Linked DNA regions of Mus musculus: regions 1, 2, 3, 4, 6 and 7 are each linked to region 5. The links are chromatin contacts, called in public promoter capture Hi-C maps. All regions are on one chromosome and are shown on one strand. Each heading gives the region's core, a stretch centred on a gene start, on an enhancer-like site or on the middle of the called end of the contact. The rest is flanking DNA. Distances are from core to core; before and after follow the strand shown.

Region 1 (2,700 bases), core at 47-2,546, 2.3 Mb after region 5:
CCAGGCTGTTCGACGCATTGTTGAGAGGGATGGACTAAGTGAGGCAGCCGCTCAGAGCCGGCTGCAGAGCCAGATGAGCGGCCAGCAGCTGGTAGAGCAGAGCAACGTGGTTCTGAGCACCTTGTGGGAGTCACATGTCACACAGAGCCAGGTTGGTGCAAAGGGAAAGACTAGGTTAGGTTGTGGGGAGGGAAGGTTCAATGGTTAGCTTTTCTGACCTTGCCTTTTCTTGTATCATTCTGGCCTGGCCAAAGGTGGAAAAGGCGTGGAATCTTCTACAGAAGCGCCTCCCTAAGGCTTACCAGACCAGGAACTGACAGTGGATTTTCTATGGCGCCAAACTGGCCCTTGAAACTAACAAATCTAATGGTGAGGAGAAATGGGGGCCTTGATGTTTACCCTCTATCTGGCCTCAGGGGCTTTAAGCTAAGCTGTGCAGGACACAGAGAAGCTTGGAAGTCCGCCTAGCATGCTGGAATTTGTCCAGCAATGAGGACACAGCTAATGGGGAGCGATCCGCTCTGAGGTTCTGTCCGCTTTTTGGTGGTGGATGTGATGTCTACCTAGTGTTGATGGGTTTGGTGAAGTCTGGACCCAGTAACTGAATTAAAGATGTTTCCAAGTGCTGCTTGTGTGGTTTTCTGTTTCCTCTCCAGTGACTCTAGATACCTTTGGAACGTTAGACTCCAAATTCAGGGGCAAGGTCTGAGCTGGAAGTCAAGGAGTGCTGTAAAGTGTAACCTATCAGTGACTAGTTATGTGCTTTTGAGTATGTTATAGACTTTACTGTAAGCTTAACTTAAAAGGCATTTTTATAAGACTTAGCGTCCTGCACCTGCTGAGTGTTGGGAGACCGATGCTGGAGGTGGCTTTGTGCCCCCTTAGATCAGATCATGTGATGTAGGAGAAATTCTTGACCCAGCAGCAATTGCCAGGCGGACCAGCTGTGCGCGTGCGTACAAGGTGTCACACTGTTCAGACAGATGCTAGTACTCTCACTCGGGTTCTACCACTAAACTAATTACACTTCTAGCCCCTCTGACAATCTTTTTGGAGGTGCTCCATTGCACAGAAAATCGCCACCATTGAAGATTCTCATTCGGAGGCCAGTGGGGACCCTTAGGGGCTGACATTGCCTACATTAAAGCGAATTGGCCAGATTTAGCCTCCTCCAACATTCAGTTAAAAACTGGAGCGGCGCAAGCGCAGCGCTATCACACCGCTCACGACTACAATTGCGGATTGGTGGGTTGGATCACGTGACTGAGCCTCGCCTCTTCCTGGAGGTTGGGGGCCAGTCCGCTGGCTTGTTTCCGGTTCGGTAGGTTCACGATGACGGAGCCGGGCGCCTCTCCGGAGGACCCTTGGGTCAAGGCAAGCTTCGCGGACGCGCACGCCGGCGAGGGGAGGGCGGGTCGGGCTCGTGCACGTAGGGGGTCCGGAAGACGCGGGGCTCCCCAACTATCCCCAGAGTCTCCCCTGCTGTCCGGGGCCCGGGGCTGCAGAGAAGACAGCTCTCACCCGGCCTGTGCCAAGGTGGGGAGACAAACGGGCGTGTGTGCGGGAACGAGGGGGTCATAGCTGGGAGATGGGGCGGGGACGGTAGGAGCATACAGAGGGGGCGACGCCCCCCTAGGCCCAGCCAAGGCTTGGCTTAACCATTCAGTGGTCCCTGCACCTGTGGTATGAGCTTTCGCGGATTGCGCGTGCCTTCCTAGAGGCAGAGGTTTGACAGGCTTCTCCCTTGCTTGGTGCTGCAGGTCGAGTATGCCTACAGTGACAACAGCCTGGATCCTGGTGAGTGCCTTCTCCATTGTCTGCGGGTCAGGAATGACTCCTGGTTCGGCTCTGTAGATTCTTATGGTCTTGCCAGCCACACCTGAGCACAGTCCACTGTCACTGCGCCAAGGACTTGGCTTGAGAAGTGAGGGTGGAGCTGGAGAATAGGCAGGAAGCAACCATGGTCACACCTGGTTCCTCTGCATTAGAATGGGAAATGATGGAAACAGTGACAGCTGGTCATAGTCACTGCATCCAGATGCTCCTGTGTGAGCCAGAAATAAGTCCTCTGGGCAGTGTAGACCCTGGGACAGGAGCATTTCAGCATGAAATGGAAGGCCTGTGGTGACTGGCTTTGGAGTTGATGGCGAGAGGTCAGCATTTGAAGCCATTGTGCCCATAGGTGACTGAAGGCATGGCAGTGTTCCCCAATCCTTAGTGACTTGAGGCCTCTTTTTTCCAGGGCTTTTTGTAGAAAGCACCCACAAGGGGAGTGTAGTGTCCAGAGCTAATAGCATCGGCTCCACCAGTGCCTCTTCTGTCCCCAACACAGGTAGGCAGCAACATAGCCCGTCGCACACCTGGGGAGACTTAGCTCTTCCATCATTTTAGTATCTTTCCTAGATAGGGAGCTCCGCTCTCCATATGGGGGTGGCAGGAACAGTGCCAAGCCCGAGGCTCACTGTCTTTCACCTCATCAGAGATTAACTAGGTTCTTTCTATTCAACATCTCTGGGCACCAGGTCCTTCCAACTGGGGAAGGGTGGGCGAATTGGATTTAGTGTACTGTAAAGTGATCTCTCCTTCCTCCATCTCTGAGTTTAGATGATGAGGACAGTGATTATCAGCAGGAGTCCTACAAGGAGTCCTACAAAGACCGGAGGCGGCGTGCGCACACTCAGGCTGAACAGAAGAGAAGGG
Region 2 (2,700 bases), core at 195-2,694, 2.3 Mb after region 5:
GAGTCTCATCTCTTCTGGTTGTAGAAGCCTCAGTGATATGTCAGTTCCCTTGGAATTTGATCAGTACTATGGTTATTAATAAACCCAAACCATGGTTGGTAGACTCGATGAAGCCCAAACTCCTCCTAGGTGCTCTCATTTTTTCCAGAGAATGAAACACACACTTTAATATAAAGCCACTTGTCCAGTGAAAGAGAACTCAACGGCTCTCAGACAGCCTCAAACTCCTTGAACCACAGCTAAGGTCTAATTTTTGGGGGGAAGCGTTGCAATCCTAAGTGGCTCTGAAACAGATGAAAGATCACCACTGTTTTTTAATTTTTTCCTTCTTAATACATCTACTTTTCTTTCAAGCTGAAACTCCACACAAACTTCACCAACTTGACTGGGTGAGACGGTATCTAACATGCTAATAATCCATGATAACCGGCTCAAGCTTGTTTTCCTCCTCACACCCAGGGATACCCTTCTGCCTCTCCTCCCATCATCGTTAAGTTAAAACCTCTCGGAACCACCACCCTGGGGCAAGCAAGAGAAACGGAGGAAATGGTCTCGAAGTGAAATCACTTTCTCTCGCTAACAAGAGGCACCCCGGCTTACTGCGAGCGACACGGGATGGTACCAGATTCTCTGGCGAGTCGTGGGGGCAAGTGGAGAAGACCAGGAAGGCCCTGCGAGCACCCGGGGTGCCAAAGCCTGGAGGCAGGCGGGATGCTGGGGAAAGTGAAGCATTATCAGGCAAGTATCAGAAGCAGCCAGGGCGACGAAAGAAGGCAGGACAGGGCAGGTGAGAGATCGACACCCCCCCCCCCAGAACAACCTGAGGAATTCCCGCCTAGTAGGGTCAGTGAGGGTCCGGGTGTCTCACCAGAACGCCGCGTTCAGCCCCAGGCACCACAGGGCGCTCCTGGCCGGCCGCTCCCACACCAGGGCTGCCTGCACCCGGCTCAGCAGAGGCTCGTAAGGGCCCAGCACCTCCACCAGGGTCCGCTGCGCCGCCTCAACCTGCTGGTCGCGCTCCCAGGAGCCGGACATAGCTCGGCGGCCCCTGAAAGCCAACCCCGAAGCTGGACCCGGGGCCGCGGCCACCCCTTCAGCCTCCTCCATCTCCCCTTCAGCAGCCACAACATCCGGGGCCACGGCCCGGGAGTCACAATAACACCGACTGCGCAGAAGCACGATTTGGCTGCGGCCGGGCGGAGAAGGGGCGGGGCGGGGCAAGTGCCGGAACGCCCACGCGCGCATGCGCAGACGCTCCGGTGCGCATTCATCAGACGGAAGAGAACACTGCGTCGAAATGCGTTCCCGGCGCTGAGCGCGATTCGGAGCCGCGCACGCGCAACTCGCACGACTGAAGCCCGATGAAGGAGGAAATTTCATCTGCAGAACCCAGCTCCCATTGGAGCGGAGAACGATTAGGGGTGGAGCGCATTGTCTGGCGCCTGCGTCTTGCCGGCGAGCGCGCTAGCGGTCGGCGGTGTTGCTGGCGGGAGAGACTGCAACGCCGATGTCTGAGGAGCGATGCCGAGAGAAATCATCACCCTACAGTTGGGCCAGTGCGGCAATCAGAGTGAGCGAACCTCCCAGACCCTCTGCCTCCCAGGTTCCTTAGGTGCAAGAGGCCCTCGCAATAAGGTCATAGCTTCGGTCTGTCTGCAGAATCCTAGTTCTCCCCCACAAAGGCGATTCCCAACCCTGTGCCCAACTGCCTAAAGCCAATGGACCTTCCCCTGTCCAGTCATTGGCCTAGACACTAGGGAGTCCCAAGGCTAATCTAGATCCCTAGACCCAGGCGTTCAAATCCCCCACTGGCTATTTGGAACCTACCCAGACTCACGTATCTTTTTTCTTCACCTTCCGCCTCCCTCTCTTAGTTGGGTTCGAGTTCTGGAAACAGCTATGTGCCGAGCATGGCATCAGTCCCGAGGGCATCGTAGAAGAGTTCGCCACGGAGGGCACTGACCGAAAGGACGTCTTTTTCTACCAGGTGCTCCCCCAAGTGACTTGACCAGGACCCTGGCGGGACTGGCAGCGCGATCTGGTGCTGGGAAACTCTGAGTGGATGGATGGGAACAGAGTGGCTATCTTGAGGGAGAGCCTGCAGGAGCCAGAGTTGGGAGGCTTCAGGACTTGACCCATCCTGGCTTCCCTCTGACAGGCAGATGATGAGCACTACATCCCCCGGGCTGTGCTGCTGGACCTGGAGCCCCGGGTGATCCATTCCATCCTAAACTCCTCCTATGCTAAGCTCTACAACCCAGAGAACATCTACCTGTCGGAGCATGGCGGAGGAGCTGGCAACAACTGGGCCAGCGGATTCTCCCAGGTCATTTGCTGTTCCCCTGAAGGGCTCTCAACTCTGTGGGTGGGCACAGGCCCTGTGGTTTTTCTACAGATGAAACTAGGTCAGAGATGTTCGAGTGCTGAGTAAGATAGCCATGGCTCCAGGAGCTAACTGGAACGCTAAGGACGCAGTCTAGCTAGTGCTTTGTTGCAGGCCATTTAAATACTTTCTGTGTTATCTTTGTAAACCTCTGACTAACCCTAGAAGTAAGTACCATGGGTTTATGATATTTTATCTACTTCTTCAGACTCAAAACAAAACTCTGAAATCAAAGATATTTCAAACTTCACTTAGCAAAACCAATGCGCAATGGAGAAGGAAGGCTATGTTGATGTATCTCGTTACCTTATTGTCAG
Region 3 (2,700 bases), core at 201-2,700, 2.0 Mb after region 5:
AATGTGACACTTCCGGGTAACTGTATTATCTGGAGTCAGAACCACAGACACCTCTGTCACCAACCTAACTCAACAGCCTCCTTCCTCAGCGCCCATCTTGGGAAAGCTGTAAAATTGCCCCACACCCCACCTGCCCAGTGAGTATCTTCGAGATAGCAGAGGCATAGAAAAAGGTAGAATGGAGCAGTGGAAGATGCAACCAGATGAACTGGCAAAACGTCTCAGTGGGTAAAGGCGCTTGCCAAGCAAGTTTGGCAAGCACGGTTGACAGAGAGACATTATTCCATGGTTGTTGTTCCCTCCACAGGAGGGCCACAGCATATGCACACACAATAGTGATAAGAAACAAGAAAATGATGTTTAAAGATACAAGGATTAGGAACCTCAAAACGGCCCAATGAGGAGAGAGCCAGAAGCAAGGCAGGGAGCCAGCTACCTTTGGGTCCTGGTAAGGTCTGGGGACATGAGTGGGTTCTGCAGACTCTCCTACACTTCTGCTGGGTGGCACCTCCCCGCTAGCTTTTGAGTAAGCAGGCCTAACCACCTTCCCAGCAAGCCCAGCCCAGCCCAGCCAGATGTGGGAGCCCCAGACTTCTGTGGGTCCTGGGGGAGGGGTCTGGAGAAGTCAATGCCTGGAAGTGGGTGGGCAGTTCTTGTACCACACCCACTCTCAGGTGTCCAGATGGAGGGCATGACCAGCGTGGTCCTCTGCCTACAGATGTAGCTCAGAGAACTTAGGAAACCTAATGAATCTACTGTCACGTCCACTGTGAAAGACTGGGGGACACAGGTGCCAAGTGGGGTCCACCTACCATGAGGCAATGGGCTTGGATCTGTCACACTGGCTCCAAGAGTCTGGTCAAGTCACTTCCCCTATCTGGCCTTTTATTGTTCCCATTGGTAAAGTCACCTTTAAGGCCACTGGCAGCTTTGCATGTTGATGTTCATCTGGAGCGGAGGGTCTAACTGGCTCCCGGTCAATCCATTGTACAGAGTAGAGGGGAAAGACGGGAAAAGGCTTATGCCTACTCCTCCTGAGCCCCTTACCCTACCTGGTCCTGGCAGAGCATCTGAAGAGCAAGGTCTCTCCCATCCTCTGATCCTCCTTGCAAACCCCCCCCCCCCCTGTTTTCAATTCCTTTCCTCGTGATCCTGCCAAGTAAAGTCACTGTGACCACACACAGAGGGCGGGGACAGCCCAGACATTTCAACTTCTGCAGAAAAGGTTCAGGTTTTCCCCACCTCTAAAGTTGAAAAAAAAAAAAAAAAGAGTAAAAGAGGAGGTCCAAAGACCAGAAAGAAGGATCAGGAACTCGGAATGGAAAGAAAAGATACAAGAAGAAATTAGTAAGAGAGGAAGCCAATTAAAATGATCCCTCCAGGCCACTGGGTCTTGGCCCGGATGGTATTCGAGTAGGCAGCCAGGCTGGCCCCTCCTTTGGTACTGCCCATGCCAACTTCCAGGCAGAGAGGAGGCCCAGAGGAGAGGGAAGCTGGGCAAAGGGGATGGCAGACTTCCAGCCTGGCCTTGTCCAACCCCTGGGCCTTGAGGGGAACTCTTCGGGATGGGGACTATGATCCAGGCAAAGCTCCAGGGAGCAGGTCTGCTGCCCGGCAAAGTCTGCAGGCAGATGTGAAGTTAGAAAGTGCCGGCTACCCCTTCCTGCGCCTGTTTAGAAGGTAGGACCAGCTTCAGGTGTGACCCTTCTAGGTCACTGGATGGACTCCCGAGTGGTTTGTGGGTCACAGTCTGATGATGAGACTGTGATGTGACCACAGTGAGGTCCTGGGCAGGCCCCTTCTCTTCTCTGGATTGACGTTTCTTACCTGCAAAGGTCAGAAGGGGGTGTGGGGGGTTGAAACCTATGATTACCAAGGTCTTTCTTGCTCGGCTTTAAGGGGGAAGGTCATGTGGTGGAAGTCATGCTAGGTGGGAGACCTTAGAAGTAGGCTTGGCTTCTCTGGGATCGCCAGTCCTTCTAAAGTTTTGACTCTGCAGGCATAGAAGCCACATGCACCCTTACCTGAACATGCGCGTGTACACACACACACACACACACACAAAACTTTGTAAATCTAGAGACAGACTAGTTGACTCCAGAGGTAGGAGCCATCTCTAGGTAGATTTTTTTTTCTTTTCTTCCTCCCCCTCTTTTATTTTATTTATTTATTTTTAACAGATGATAAAACTGAGGCCCTAGTTAGGGATTTTCAGAGTTTGGGACTTCCCGGCACCCTCTGGCTGCTCCAGTTCAGCTGTCCCAGGACGCTCCTCCCTCATTCCCCACCCACCCACCCCCGGAGCCGCAGGGGAGCACAGACCGGGAGTCCCAGTGTGTGTGTAGGGAGGGGGCACCCCGCTGTAGGGGCTGTCCTCAGCCCAGCGCCGCCCAGCCTAGTGGTCGGTCTTGTAAGCGGGGCGCCCTGGCGCACTCGCCGGGGCGCCGGTAATCGAGGGCGGAGGCAAGGAGGGAGCGACCGCTGCTGGGAGGGGTGCTGGGGCGAGCTCGCGCGCTGTGTTTGGTCTATCGGAGGCAGCTGACCTTTGAGGAGGAAATCGCTGCTCTCTGCTCCTTCCTGTAGTAACAGCCTCCACCGCCGCCGCCGTCAAGAGCCGTCAGGAGCCGTCAGAAGCCCCGGCCTGGAGCGACAGCCGCAGGCGCTCCGCAGCACCAGGTGGGTGGGTCGCCGTGACTCCGC
Region 4 (2,700 bases), core at 144-2,643, 2.1 Mb after region 5:
CCGCAATCATGCGGGGGTGGGGTGATTCACTGCGCCCAGACCGCCACCTCCACCCGCCCCACTTACACTCCTAACGCCCACCCTACCTGCCCCACCCGCTCCCAGCAGGCGCCAAGGGCGCCCGCGCACTGCAAGACCCTTGGGAACTGAAAGTGCCTGGAGGCCAGGGGCAGATCGCGGCCTAGGGACATGCGTGGGTAGCCGAGGTTGGTGCGGGGGCGCGGGGATAGGGTGTGGGGGGCTGACGATCGTGTCCCTTGCATGGCGCCCCCGCCACTGCGTGCCTGAGCCCTGAATCACCCGCTATATCGGGCCCGCAGCGCCGGAGGCCCCAGGTCCCGGGCCCCACCTTTAGTGTCTGCTTACAGAGGGGCATACAGAGACCACCAGAGACCTCGGGCATTCCCTCCCTTTTCCCTCTCTCCGCCCCACCAAAAAAAAAACTTCCTCCAAGTGGAAAGGCGTTTGACAGAGACAAGCTGGGAGCATTCAGCGTTCCCAAGTCTAGCCCGCTAACTTTTCCGATAGGAGTTAGAGACCGTGGGGAGGAGCCTGGAGAGGAAGGCGCAGGGTGCGCCCCTCTGTGAGCCCCAAGAGTTTGCCACTCCCTAAACCCCACTCCAACTGGGTTCACAGGAAGGGGGGAGGAGCTCCTGACCGCTCTCACCAGGCCGGGCTGGCGGAGAGACGAGCCTCGGCCGGGTGTCCCCACCCGGATCCCAGGCCGGGACCCCAGCTCTGGGCGCGGTCCGCCCCGCGGGCTCACCTGGTAGATCATGACTTTGAAGTTGCGGCGCCTCAGCAGCTCCGCCTCGTTGACCTCCAGTTTCTTTATCTGGCCGGCCTGGCGCTCCAGGCTGCCGCGCACGGTCTTCACGTTGACGCTGACCTTGCGCACCTTCTCCAGCAACTTGCTCACGGTGTTGCTCGTGGTGGCGTGCGCCTTGCCCAGCTTGCTCAGCTCTCCCTGGATGCTCTGCACAGCGCCCTCCATCTCCGCCTGTCGCTCCTCCAGCTGGGCTTGGGTCAGCTGGATCTGGTCAACGGCGCCGATGATTTTATCCAGAAGGCTCAGCACCAGCACACCGTTCACCTGGTCCGACTTGATCAGCTCGTCGGAGCCGGTCCCCGACGGCTCCTCCGTGGCCCGCGCCTCCCCTTGGGTGGGCTCCGGGCCCTCTGAGGAAGCATCGGGAAATCCGGAATACGGCCGCTCAACGATATGGAGCGTGACATCCTCCATGGCTTCCCGGAGCCGTGCGGGGCCGACCGGGTGGAACTGGAGCGGGAGACCGGGAGAGAAGGAGGAGCGAGAGACTGGACAGCGAGCAGGAGCCCAGAGCGGAGGAAACTCGAGCCACGTCCGTGCGCACCGGGACTCTAGCCAGAACTGTGGGGCGGGGAATCTGCGAGTTGCCCGGCTCCTAGACCAAACCCGGAGTCCCGTCGGCCATTGGCTGGCCCCACCCCAGAAAGGGAGGAACCGGGGCAGGAGGGGAGACCAACCCCGGAGGGGCAGCAGAGGGGAACCCAAGAGCTGGGCGCCCCACCCTGTTCAGGATGGTTGGAATAGTTGGAGCGGGAGTCTAGGGCCCCCCTTGGCAGTGGAGGCTGCGGCAGCGGGACTGGGGCAGAGGAATGTGAGCTGCGGAAAGGAATTAGGTCTTCGGAGTGTGCTCTACTCTTTCTCTTTCCTCACCCACAAACCCACTCCAGCCTTTTAAGATCAAGCTGAGGTCCAAATGGCGCGTGAATTGGGTGTAAACGAGTAGTTTGTGTCTATGCCTCATGTCCTTGGAGGATCCTTGCCCTATACAATCTTTTTCAAAGATTTGGGGGTCTGCCCCCATCGTCTATCTATACACTGAGTTACCACTGTCCCCCAAATCTTGTGGGGTTGTTAGTGAGAGAGAGGGAAGAGATGAAATGACAGAAAGGGTGACGGCCTAGAAAGGGCCTCTAGGTTTCTCTTAGAATTGTAAGGACAGGGCATGATTAAGGCGAGAAGTAAATTATAAAGTAAAAGCTTTTGGTCACTTCTCCCAGGGCCCCCTCCAGCAGATATCTAGCTAATTCTAAGAATGTGAGCGTCGGACTCGTTCTTCCCTTGGGTTCTCGGATATTAGGTGAGCATTCAGGGAGATCACGGAACCCCATCTCTTTACCTAGCAGAGAAAAGAAGGCCAAGAGGAGGCAGGTGGCTCTCCAGGGTTCACTCCAGGTTACTGTTGCCATCTGTTCTTAGCTCCAGGTCTCTGAACTCCACCGGTACTCAGTACCTTTCCCTGGGGCAGGAATTGGGGCAACTATAGCGGTACTACCGAATGGGGAAGCGAACAGTTTTCTTCATGGTGCTGAACACCAAGGAGCTGGCAGTTCTGAGCAGGCGCAGAAAAGTCCTTAGCACAGACGTCTAGAGACACAGGCTGCCCTGTGTCTCTAGACACAGGCCCTCAGCAATCCCTGGAGCCACCCCAATTCCCTTTCCCACAGAGATACTGAAAACCTTTTCCCTGATTAGGAAACCAGGCTTGGGGTTCCCCGCCTGGATGGGTTCTCGGCAAAAGGTCACTTCTAGTCTGGTGCCCACCCTCCTTAAGTTAAACGCTGCTCTGTGGAGACTCGAGGGTCGTCGATCTAATCAATCAATTCACCAACGTGTGGAGCAGATTGCCATATAGGGTATAGAACTTTAGGGAC
Region 5 (2,700 bases), core at 71-2,570:
AACCGACAATCCCAAATCCTGCCCAGAGAAGAGGTTACCAAGGCAACCGGCTTAATCTGGTAACTGTGGCATGTGCAGAAGAGAAGCCCTCCCCTCTTCTTGGTTCCTAAAAGGTTACCTGGGGAGCTCTAAGCCACTCTGGCCAGTTCCTACTTCCAACCTTAAGAGAGGCCGAGTGTCCAATTAAGGCTGTCCAGGAAACCAATGCTCAGATCCAGCTTCATAGCAAAATCGGAGCTTTTTTTTTTCTTTTTCTTTTTCTTTTTCTTTTTTTTTTTTTTTTTGTTCCCTCTCCAAATCCCCAGATGGGTGTGCAGAGCTTTATTTCTGTGAACACATGCTCTAGCACACATGGAACTGAGTTTGCACCGACAGCAACACAAGTGTAGTACACACCCTGTCAGTTTCACCACTCCCAGCTCTTAGCATTCCTGTCCATCCATGCCTTGCTGAGGCACAGTAAACAGGGGTGGGACTTTGCCCAAGGAACACCAGCCCACCAGGAACCCGGTGCCACTCCTTCACCATGTATACCAAGCCTGGATGTGTTCACACTGTCTCTACAGCCCCATCCTAGTGGAGTGTACCCTGGGAGACAGAATGCTCTGGCGTAGCCACCAGGAGTAAGGGCAATATTTCTCCCATTCTATGGCTATATACACTAATGTGCTAGGTGATGGATGATAGTTGGCAGTTTGGGGACTTACACATCTCTTCAGTCTTGCTTCCCTTCGCTACCACCTGGGCTAAGATGCCCTTGTGCTTTTGGTCGTCTCTTTCAGTCTACTATCTCTTTTCACCCCAATTAGACCTGCCACAACCTGCTGGCCTCTGCCTGGCTCTTTCCTACTTGCCAGTACTTGCCTTACAGGGCGGCCCTGCACCACCCCCTAAACCCTATCAGAAAGGAATATGGGTACCGCCCCCAGTGCCAATACCAGTTTACCCAAGACGCCGTCCCAGCCCTTCTCAACAGGTGGAAGATAATGACCAAATAAAATTGTGGGAAAGATGCAAAGAGTTCAGCAGTCTTTATAAGCCTCACCTGTGCACAGGTAGGCGTGCCAAGGTCAAACATATGCCCTGGTTATTTGAAATGCTCAAAAGAGACCCGGTAATCAAGAGCCAGGAGTCCTCTGCTTTGGTAGATCTCTCCCTCGCCTTTGCCCTTCTGCGACTGTCAGAAACCCAAGTCCTAATTTTCCTCGCGGTCAGCGCCAGAGCCCAAGTTCAAGCCTCGCGCGGCCGGGCGGGGGCGGGCCTAAGCAGGGTAGGGGCGGGGACTGGAGGAGGGGGCGCGGTCTCAATTCTGCCACCTTCCCCGGGGCCAGGAGCGCAGCCGCCGCCGCGTCCTCAGCCTTGCGCTCCGCCCGCTGCCTCTGTCGCCTCAGCCCGGCCCCGGAGCGCTGAGACGGGGACACCAGCCCCTCAGCCTGCCAACCCTTCGGCCGCAGCCGGCATGGGGGGCCGCTGAGAGCGAGCTCCTCTTCCCTCTGGCACCTCCCCCGGCCACTGGCCACTGGACTCTGGCCAGCGAGGCTCGGCCACCTCTCGCTCGCAGTCCGACGCCTGGCACGGCCCTCGGCTCTGCTCCCCCGGCTCTGAGCATCGTGTCCCCGCCTCCCCCCGCCCGCGCCTGGGACACCTGGGTCCCCCGGCGGCCCCTAAGAGAGGGGCGGGGGGGGGGGCATGAAGCCACTGGAGAAATTTTTGAAGAAGCAGACGTCTCAGCTGGCGGGGCGAGCGGTGACTGGAGGTCCCGGCGGGGGTCCGGGTTGCTGCGGAGGGCCTGGAGGGGGTGGGGGCCCTGGTGGGGGCGGCGGTCCGGCCGGGGGACTGCGGCCACTGCAGCGGCGTCAGAGCGTGTCTCGCCTGCTGCTCCCAGCTTTCCTCCGAGAGCCCCCAACCGAGCCCGGGCTGGAGCCGCCCGTTGAGGAGGAAGGGGGAGAGCCATTAGGGGTCTCTGAGGAGCCGGGCAGTGGGGGGCCCTGTTGGCTGCAGCTAGAGGAGGTTCCCGGGCCTGGGCCGATAGGATCTGGGGTGCCCCTGCGCTCTCCTTCCTCGTACTCCTCAGATGAGCTATCCCCCGGCGAACCCCTGGCTTCACCACCCTGGGCCCCCCTGGGCGCCCCCGAGCGGCCAGAGCATCTTCTGAACCGGGTTCTGGAGCGCCTGGCTGGAGGGACCACCAGGGACAGCAGCGCCTCAGGTAAGCCTGCTCATCCATCCCAGAGCAAGAGAGCACGGGGTTGGGGGTGGGAGGTGAGGGATTGGCCCGGGGGATGCTCCCTGATTGTTTTTTCTTGTCCTCAGTGTTGGTGTAGAGGATGAGGGGAAGCCCGAAGTAATGTAGGGGAAGGGGCATGGTAATGCGCACCCACCTTCCTCCCCACATTAGCTTCATTCTAGGGGAAGAAGGGAAACCATCTCTCTCCTTCAACTACCCTCCCTCTCTCTCGGCTATTTAAGCCAGTCTCCCACGAGCCCTTGATACTGCCTACCTCCTCCCACGCCCCTAAATTAGGGCCTGACACCCTAAGGTGGACGCTTTCCCGCTGAGGTTGTACGCTGCCCTCCAGACCATAGCTGAGGCCTGAAAACCGCTGACAGGAGTCCCTGGCTGTGTAGGAGCGCCTCACTTGGTGGGGCCATGTGGATAGTCACAGAACTCGGCTGCTTTTATTGGGGATGAATTCGAAG
Region 6 (2,700 bases), core at 82-2,581, 2.1 Mb after region 5:
TCTGGATTTTGCCAACTTACCAATTTATAGCCACACACCCCCCAACAGGTAAAGTTTACACACAGAACTCAGCCAAGGCCAGCCTGTCTTTGTTTCCCTAGCTTCTGCTTTTACACAAGAGCTTGGCTATGAGACAGAAAACTCCCACTCTTGATTGGCTCACCCTGGCCTGTGCAATTAAGCAACACCACGATCCAGTAAATGCAATGGCTCAATTATTTATCGTCTCGTCGAGTTTACCAGGTGTTTATGAGAGAACAATGTCAAAGAGGAAAGAGGTTTGTTGCTCTTTAGAGCTGGTTTGGCCAGGGATTTATTTTGAATTGGGAAAAAAAAAAGTGTTCTTAACAAGGTGGGGGAAATCATAGCTTAACACAGAAAGAGATGGGAGAGAATTTAGAAAGGATACAAGTTTGTCAATTTTCTATAGGAAATCTGATTCTTAAGAAAAAAATCTAGCCAGTCCCAGAGGCTGGGGGGGGGGGGGGAGGGGGAGGGGGAGGGGCGGAGAGGCAGGAGGAGAGACACAACAGTTCCCACCTCCTAAGTGGGTACAGCTGACTACAGAAGGAACGGGAGCAAGGCAAAGAAAGTGGCTAGGCAAGGAACGGCCAGGCCCAGCACAGGGGCAGGAAGGAGGCTCCTTCTAACGCCTCCACCCCAATGATCTCCACCTGAGTGGCAGTGGCTCTGGTGGCCCGAACGTCCCTAGCCTCCGGGAGCAGTCACAGGAGGGCCGCTTCTGTCAGTTCTGTTACCCTCAGCCTAGAATGTCCTCCCCCCCACGGTCCTACACCCCCCAGAACTCCCCACTCTCTCTCCGCATCTCCCCCTCGAAACTTACAGCGTCCCTTCCTTTCCCAGGCTGGTTCCTGTCATCCGGACGTCAGTGCCGCCGGGACGACCCTGTGTGTCTCCTCCTATCCTCCTGCCCCATGTAAGTGTCCATTCACAGCTCTAAGCACCCCCACAGCTGACGAACCGTGGGGTCCCCCATGCCGTCCCCCGTGCCGTCGGGGAGGTGGCCCCACCCTGCACCCCCTTCACCTGTCTCCGGGGCTGAGGCCCGACTGGCCGGCCTGCGCTGACTCCAGGCGCGAGCTGCTGGGCTCCCGAGGGCCGCCTGGCCTCTCCTAGCCGACGCGGTCAGGCGACACCGAGCGGGGTTGTACCTCAGCGATCCGGTTAGGGCTCGTTCCCTCCGCCGCGACGTCGGAACCCCAGGTTCCCCCTCCCTGTCTACACTGCAGCTCCGGAAACCGCTGAATTACAGCCCCTCCAGCCAATCCCCACCCAGCCGCCACTGGCCAAGACACGCCTCCATGCATAATTAAGGAATGGCCAGCTGGCTAGGCCACCCTGAGGCCTCCGGGCGAGCGCTGTACTTCCTAAGCCCCGCCCACTAACCAATGAAAAACGCCTCTAGGAGAGAAGGCGGGGTCGAGAGCTCTGGGCACACCTCCCTGAGTTGGCTGTTCTGAGAGCTTTGTGCTCCTCCCTCCGCGACCAAGGGACGCGCAGAGGCCTAGCTTACAAAAAAGCCCGGGGGGAGGGAGGAGACATTAGCGGAATGTCCTGCTGAAAACTCAGCTGAGTTCCTGGCAGTGCGTGACGTCAAGACACTTTAAATGCCCTGATACGGCTCGCTTCTGCCCGCTCTCCCTTTTCCCGGCCCTTGGCACCACGTGGGGGCGAGTTTGTGAGCTCCTTACCACGTGGGAATCAGCCACTTAGGCGGTCCCCAGGTGTCACCCCACTTAAGCATTTGGGTTTGTGGAGACATCAAAAAAGAACATGGGCAACTCCTGGCTGCTCTGAACTTCAGTTCTGCGTGATTATGGGCATACACCCGGAAATATGACGTGGAAATAGAGTAATTACTAGATTGCGTGGGGGAGAATAGTGGCTATAACCCGGTTCTCTGTTCCACCATTTCAAACCTGAATCTCAACAGCAAGGCTGATTGGTCAGCTCACAGAAATGCAGAGAGCCTATGCATGACAGCTGACACGAATACACAGTACTTGCCATTTCCACGTGTGTCTGAGTTCTTTTTTTTTTAAACTGTTATACTGGGTCTTGAAATTCTGAAAGATAGTTTTGACCAACTTGTTTCCATTAAAAGGTACTTATTTTAGGAGCTAGAGGGATGCCTAAGTTAAGGGGACTGCCAGGCTGATCCTGGTAAAAATTCAAGTTCAAGTTCCAGCATCCCACAAGATGGCTCTTAGCCATTTGTAACTCCACTCTGGGGTCTGGGGGGGGGGGGGGGATCTGAAGCCCTCCTCAGGCCTCTGCCCGCAGCAAAGACACACACCTTGTGCAGAAAAACGTGCAGACAAAATTAAATCACTTTTAATTAGGCACTTAATTTTAAGAACTGAAGCTAACACACACAGAGAGAAAGCCCATAAAATATTCTGATGATTTTAGGATTCATTGTTAACATTAACTAGTCTTTCACCATTAAACTTAAATGTCCAATTGAGACAAACCAGTTCTTCCACACTTTCCCACTACTGCTTAACTAGAGTGGCAGGAGTTAGGAGTAACATCCATTTAGTCTTTTGGGGGGGGTCTTGACGCTCTTGAAATTATCTGACCTATTTCACGTCTTGTATGTTGGGAGTACAGATTTTACTGAGTTGGAATCAGCAGTTCATGGTACGTGTATATGCTTGGCTTTCTGTCATAGAGAAT
Region 7 (2,700 bases), core at 176-2,675, 2.2 Mb after region 5:
CAGACAAGCCTGATGCCCAAGTTCAATTCCTGGGTAACTCGGGGTTAAAGAGAACCAACTCCCACTAAGTTGTTCTCTGACCTCCATAATAACTATTATTATTATTATTATTATTATTATTATTGGACCTCTAAGAGGATGTACTTTCAGGGAAACCACGGCGTGGGGTGTAGAAACAACTCAAGTGAACTATAGTCCGGGATAGGCTTTCTTACAGGTAGTGTATGAAACACTTGTTTGCGGTTAGGAAGCAGCTGACTCTGAGGTTAGCTTTTTTTTTCTAAGTCTACGAGGAAGGAAGTGACAGTCATTGTGAAATACTTGGCAGGATTTCAATTGTGGGTCCCTGCCTGTAGAAGGAGCTTCAGAATGTGAAAACCGTAAAGCCTAGGTCTCAGAAATGCTGCTTCTCGAGAGAATTGTAATGAAGCAATACCTTCAATTACCATGTGCAGTAGAAAAATTCAAATAAAATGTTCACTGTGTCCATCATTTTGTTCGGGCTCACAAAACACGTTTTGTAATACTTCTGCCAAGCAGATAAAAATTATCAGTACAAGTTGCTTTTTTTTTTTTTTTTAAATCCGAAATACCTCCTTCACTACACTTGAATCTCAATGAGTTCCGCCACCCACAGAGACTGACTGACCAGTTCTCCAAGTTCCTCCTGATGTTTCTGCTGACTCCCTACTCTTCTTTAATTGGGGGGAAAGGACTCTATCAATATTTAGAAAAGGAGCTTTAAAAAAAAAAGGTAGGTATTATTTTGCATTCAAAAGATATATGAGGAACTGAAAACTCCTACGTGGTCAGATGGGTTCACAGAAACCTAGTAAGCAAGATAAAAATAATTACTTTGTCAACATGTGGTCTTCCGGGGATTTTTTTTTTTTTTCCAATTTGGATAAGTGTAAATCCTAGGTAGCTGCTGGAAGAATGAATCCGATACTTTGTAAGTGGACGAGATCCTATGTCTCTAATATAGGACTTATCTTAAGTCGCTCTCCAGTCTGGGGCTCAAATATTTTCAGAGGTCTAAGAACGACATAGGATGCGTATACGTAAAGAAGACTAGCTTTGAGGCTCCCTTCAAGCTCTCAGATCATTCTATAATGTGCCCATTTCTTTCATGCTGCTTTCTCCAAGAAAAAGTTGTGAATTGGTTCTCTGGAAAGTAGAGATGGCAGGTAACCTTGCTCCGAGGATAATAGAGAGAAAGGATTCTGATGGGCTCAAAAGGCAAACACTTCAAAAGTCACACGCCCAGCCCAGATGACTTCCAAACTGGGATAGAAATCACAACGCCGGAACAAAGATGGCGACTGCACACCAGGACTCGCCCGAGCCCCATAGACTCTGCACTGCGGCAGCAGGGGAGAGGCAGCATCCTATTGGTCAACTGAGATGAAATCATCTCGGGGGCGGGACTCGACGGTGGCGTGGGGGCGGAGCCTTGCTTGCGTACGCTGGTCGGCGACTCTGCTCAGCCTGAGCCGGGGTCGCTTTGCTGCGGCGGCTGCGGTCGCGGCGGCGGCGGAGCCGGCGAGAGGTGAGCTGGGGTTGTAGAAAGAGCGCTTCCCCGAGTGGCTTTCGAGGGGACGTGGAGCGCACTCGGATACCTCGGATGCTTGTCAGAAGAATTAGCCAGGATCTTAGGTCTCTGAGAAAAATATGGGGGGCTCATCTCCCTCTTCGGACACCCTTCCTGTGGGCAGAGGAACTGGAGGGCCACTGCTCAGGAATGACCCGGGAGAGGAGGAGGCGAAAGGACAGAAGAGATCGGATAGGCAGAGTGATCTGGGGGGATTTCTTAAAGGGTCTTACAATTTGGGGATTTCTTCCCTAACCAGGAGACAGGTTATGCCTGGTCCAGAAAATTTCTGCGCTCTCACTGTGCAGCTTAGAAACGAAGAGGTGAACGACAAATGCTCCCTGCTAGAAAGGGAGGATTGGAGAATCCGAGCGAGAGTCCTCCTGGGAGGACCTTGGGTTTGGATCACCCTTTTGCAGAATTACTTTCTTCGTACTTCATTTCGCGACCCCTGGAAACCGCTTTTCCAAATTCGTATTGTGTTTGGTTTCAGTGGGGGTAGAGATAGTCTTGGAGAGGCCTGTAATCATGAAGGAACAGGAGGAGGGCGGTAACTCACTGGAGGCTGTCAGCCCTGTCAGCCCTGTCAGCTATGCCTGTCAGACATGATTTCATTTATTTTGAGGTTGTGGCATCTATCCTCGTTCAAGGTGGAAAGGACTGGTTATAGCTTATGTGGGTGATTCATATTCTTAAGTCAACCCACATAATCTCTTGAGAAATGCTTGCTTTTAGTCGAGTGTGTTATTTTGCTCTCCTTGAACACCTAATGCCGAAAGGATTTGTTTTTCGGGTTCCTCAAAATGTCTTCCTGCCTTCCCGAAGGGCAAATCTTCTCGGAAACATCAGTCTTATCTATCGATTAACATGGAATTTGCATGACGTTACGACATTAAAAGTGATGCAGTGCATGATGATCTGTTGAGGATAGATACTGCAGATGCTGCTGTACCGAAGCTGAGCGGGGAGCTTATCGCGAATAAATAATTGCATTTTCAGTACCACTGATAGCGCCAGCTGCTGACCTGAACGGAAGCCTTCAGGCTCCTAGGAGAGACTTGACAGATAGAAGAAGGCAGTTGTCTTTGAGGATGGGGATGAGTCGCAGG

What was found. Promoter capture Hi-C pulls out the DNA fragments that hold promoters and counts their contacts.
Region 1: a promoter capture Hi-C map of hippocampal neurons shows a contact between it and region 5, with 8 times the contacts expected there. The contact joins the promoter of Mlx here to the promoter of Rapgefl1 in region 5. A contact is called at or near these places in 5 of 39 promoter capture datasets (the 3T3-L1 cell line, the C10 cell line, hippocampal neurons and 2 more) and 1 of 9 other capture datasets (liver).
Region 2: a contact with region 5 is called in a promoter capture Hi-C map of hippocampal neurons, with 7 times the contacts expected there. The contact joins the promoter of Tubg1 here to the promoter of Rapgefl1 in region 5. A contact is called at or near these places in 2 of 39 promoter capture datasets (hippocampal neurons and pre-B cells) and 1 of 115 datasets of contacts at active chromatin or transcription factors (astrocytes).
Region 3: a contact with region 5 is called in a promoter capture Hi-C map of hippocampal neurons, with 5 times the contacts expected there. The contact joins the promoter of Stat5a here to the promoter of Rapgefl1 in region 5. A contact is called at or near these places in 1 of 39 promoter capture datasets (hippocampal neurons) and 1 of 115 datasets of contacts at active chromatin or transcription factors (embryonic forebrain).
Region 4: a contact with region 5 is called in a promoter capture Hi-C map of the 3T3-L1 cell line, with 6 times the contacts expected there. The contact joins the promoter of Cavin1 here to the promoter of Rapgefl1 in region 5. A contact is called at or near these places in 2 of 39 promoter capture datasets (the 3T3-L1 cell line and hippocampal neurons).
Region 6: a promoter capture Hi-C map of liver shows a contact between it and region 5, with 3 times the contacts expected there. The contact joins the promoter of Stat3 here to the promoter of Rapgefl1 in region 5. A contact is called at or near these places in 2 of 39 promoter capture datasets (the C10 cell line and liver).
Region 7: a contact with region 5 is called in a promoter capture Hi-C map of pre-B cells, with 6 times the contacts expected there. The contact joins the promoter of Atp6v0a1 here to the promoter of Rapgefl1 in region 5. A contact is called at or near these places in 2 of 39 promoter capture datasets (hippocampal neurons and pre-B cells).

What each region holds. Positions count from the first base shown.
Region 1 is chr11:101,085,994-101,088,693 of GRCm38.p6, forward strand. Mlx (MAX-like protein X) reads left to right here and starts at 1,297. Exons shown (of 8, transcript NM_001159385.1): 1 at 1,297-1,374; 2 at 1,761-1,797; 3 at 2,243-2,332; 4 at 2,605-2,700. The coding sequence starts at 1,333. Coasy (Coenzyme A synthase) reads left to right here. Exons shown (of 10, transcript NM_001305982.1): 9 at 5-151; 10 at 255-626. The coding sequence ends at 317.
Region 2 is chr11:101,118,673-101,121,372 of GRCm38.p6, forward strand. It overlaps Tubg1 (tubulin, gamma 1), which reads left to right and starts at 1,445. Exons shown (of 11, transcript NM_134024.3): 1 at 1,445-1,570; 2 at 1,875-1,987; 3 at 2,159-2,326. The coding sequence starts at 1,522. Retreg3 (reticulophagy regulator family member 3) reads right to left here and starts at 1,169. Exons shown (of 9, transcript NM_026501.3): 1 at 869-1,169. The coding sequence starts at 1,107.
Region 3 is chr11:100,857,901-100,860,600 of GRCm38.p6, forward strand. It overlaps Stat5a (signal transducer and activator of transcription 5A), which reads left to right and starts at 1,451. Exons shown (of 20, transcript NM_011488.3): 1 at 1,451-1,680; 2 at 2,584-2,676. It also overlaps a transcript of Stat5b not described here.
Region 4 is chr11:100,969,224-100,971,923 of GRCm38.p6, forward strand. Cavin1 (caveolae associated 1) reads right to left here and starts at 1,394. Exons shown (of 2, transcript NM_008986.2): 1 at 767-1,394. The coding sequence starts at 1,243.
Region 5 is chr11:98,835,465-98,838,164 of GRCm38.p6, forward strand. It overlaps Rapgefl1 (Rap guanine nucleotide exchange factor (GEF)-like 1), which reads left to right and starts at 1,321. Exons shown (of 15, transcript NM_001080925.1): 1 at 1,321-2,209. The coding sequence starts at 1,690.
Region 6 is chr11:100,938,209-100,940,908 of GRCm38.p6, forward strand. Stat3 (signal transducer and activator of transcription 3) reads right to left here and starts at 1,332. Exons shown (of 24, transcript NM_213659.3): 1 at 1,048-1,332. Gm46295 (a long non-coding RNA gene) reads left to right here and starts at 130. Exons shown (of 2, transcript XR_001780333.2): 1 at 130-278; 2 at 865-2,034.
Region 7 is chr11:101,008,016-101,010,715 of GRCm38.p6, forward strand. It overlaps Atp6v0a1 (ATPase, H+ transporting, lysosomal V0 subunit A1), which reads left to right and starts at 1,426. Exons shown (of 22, transcript NM_016920.4): 1 at 1,426-1,549.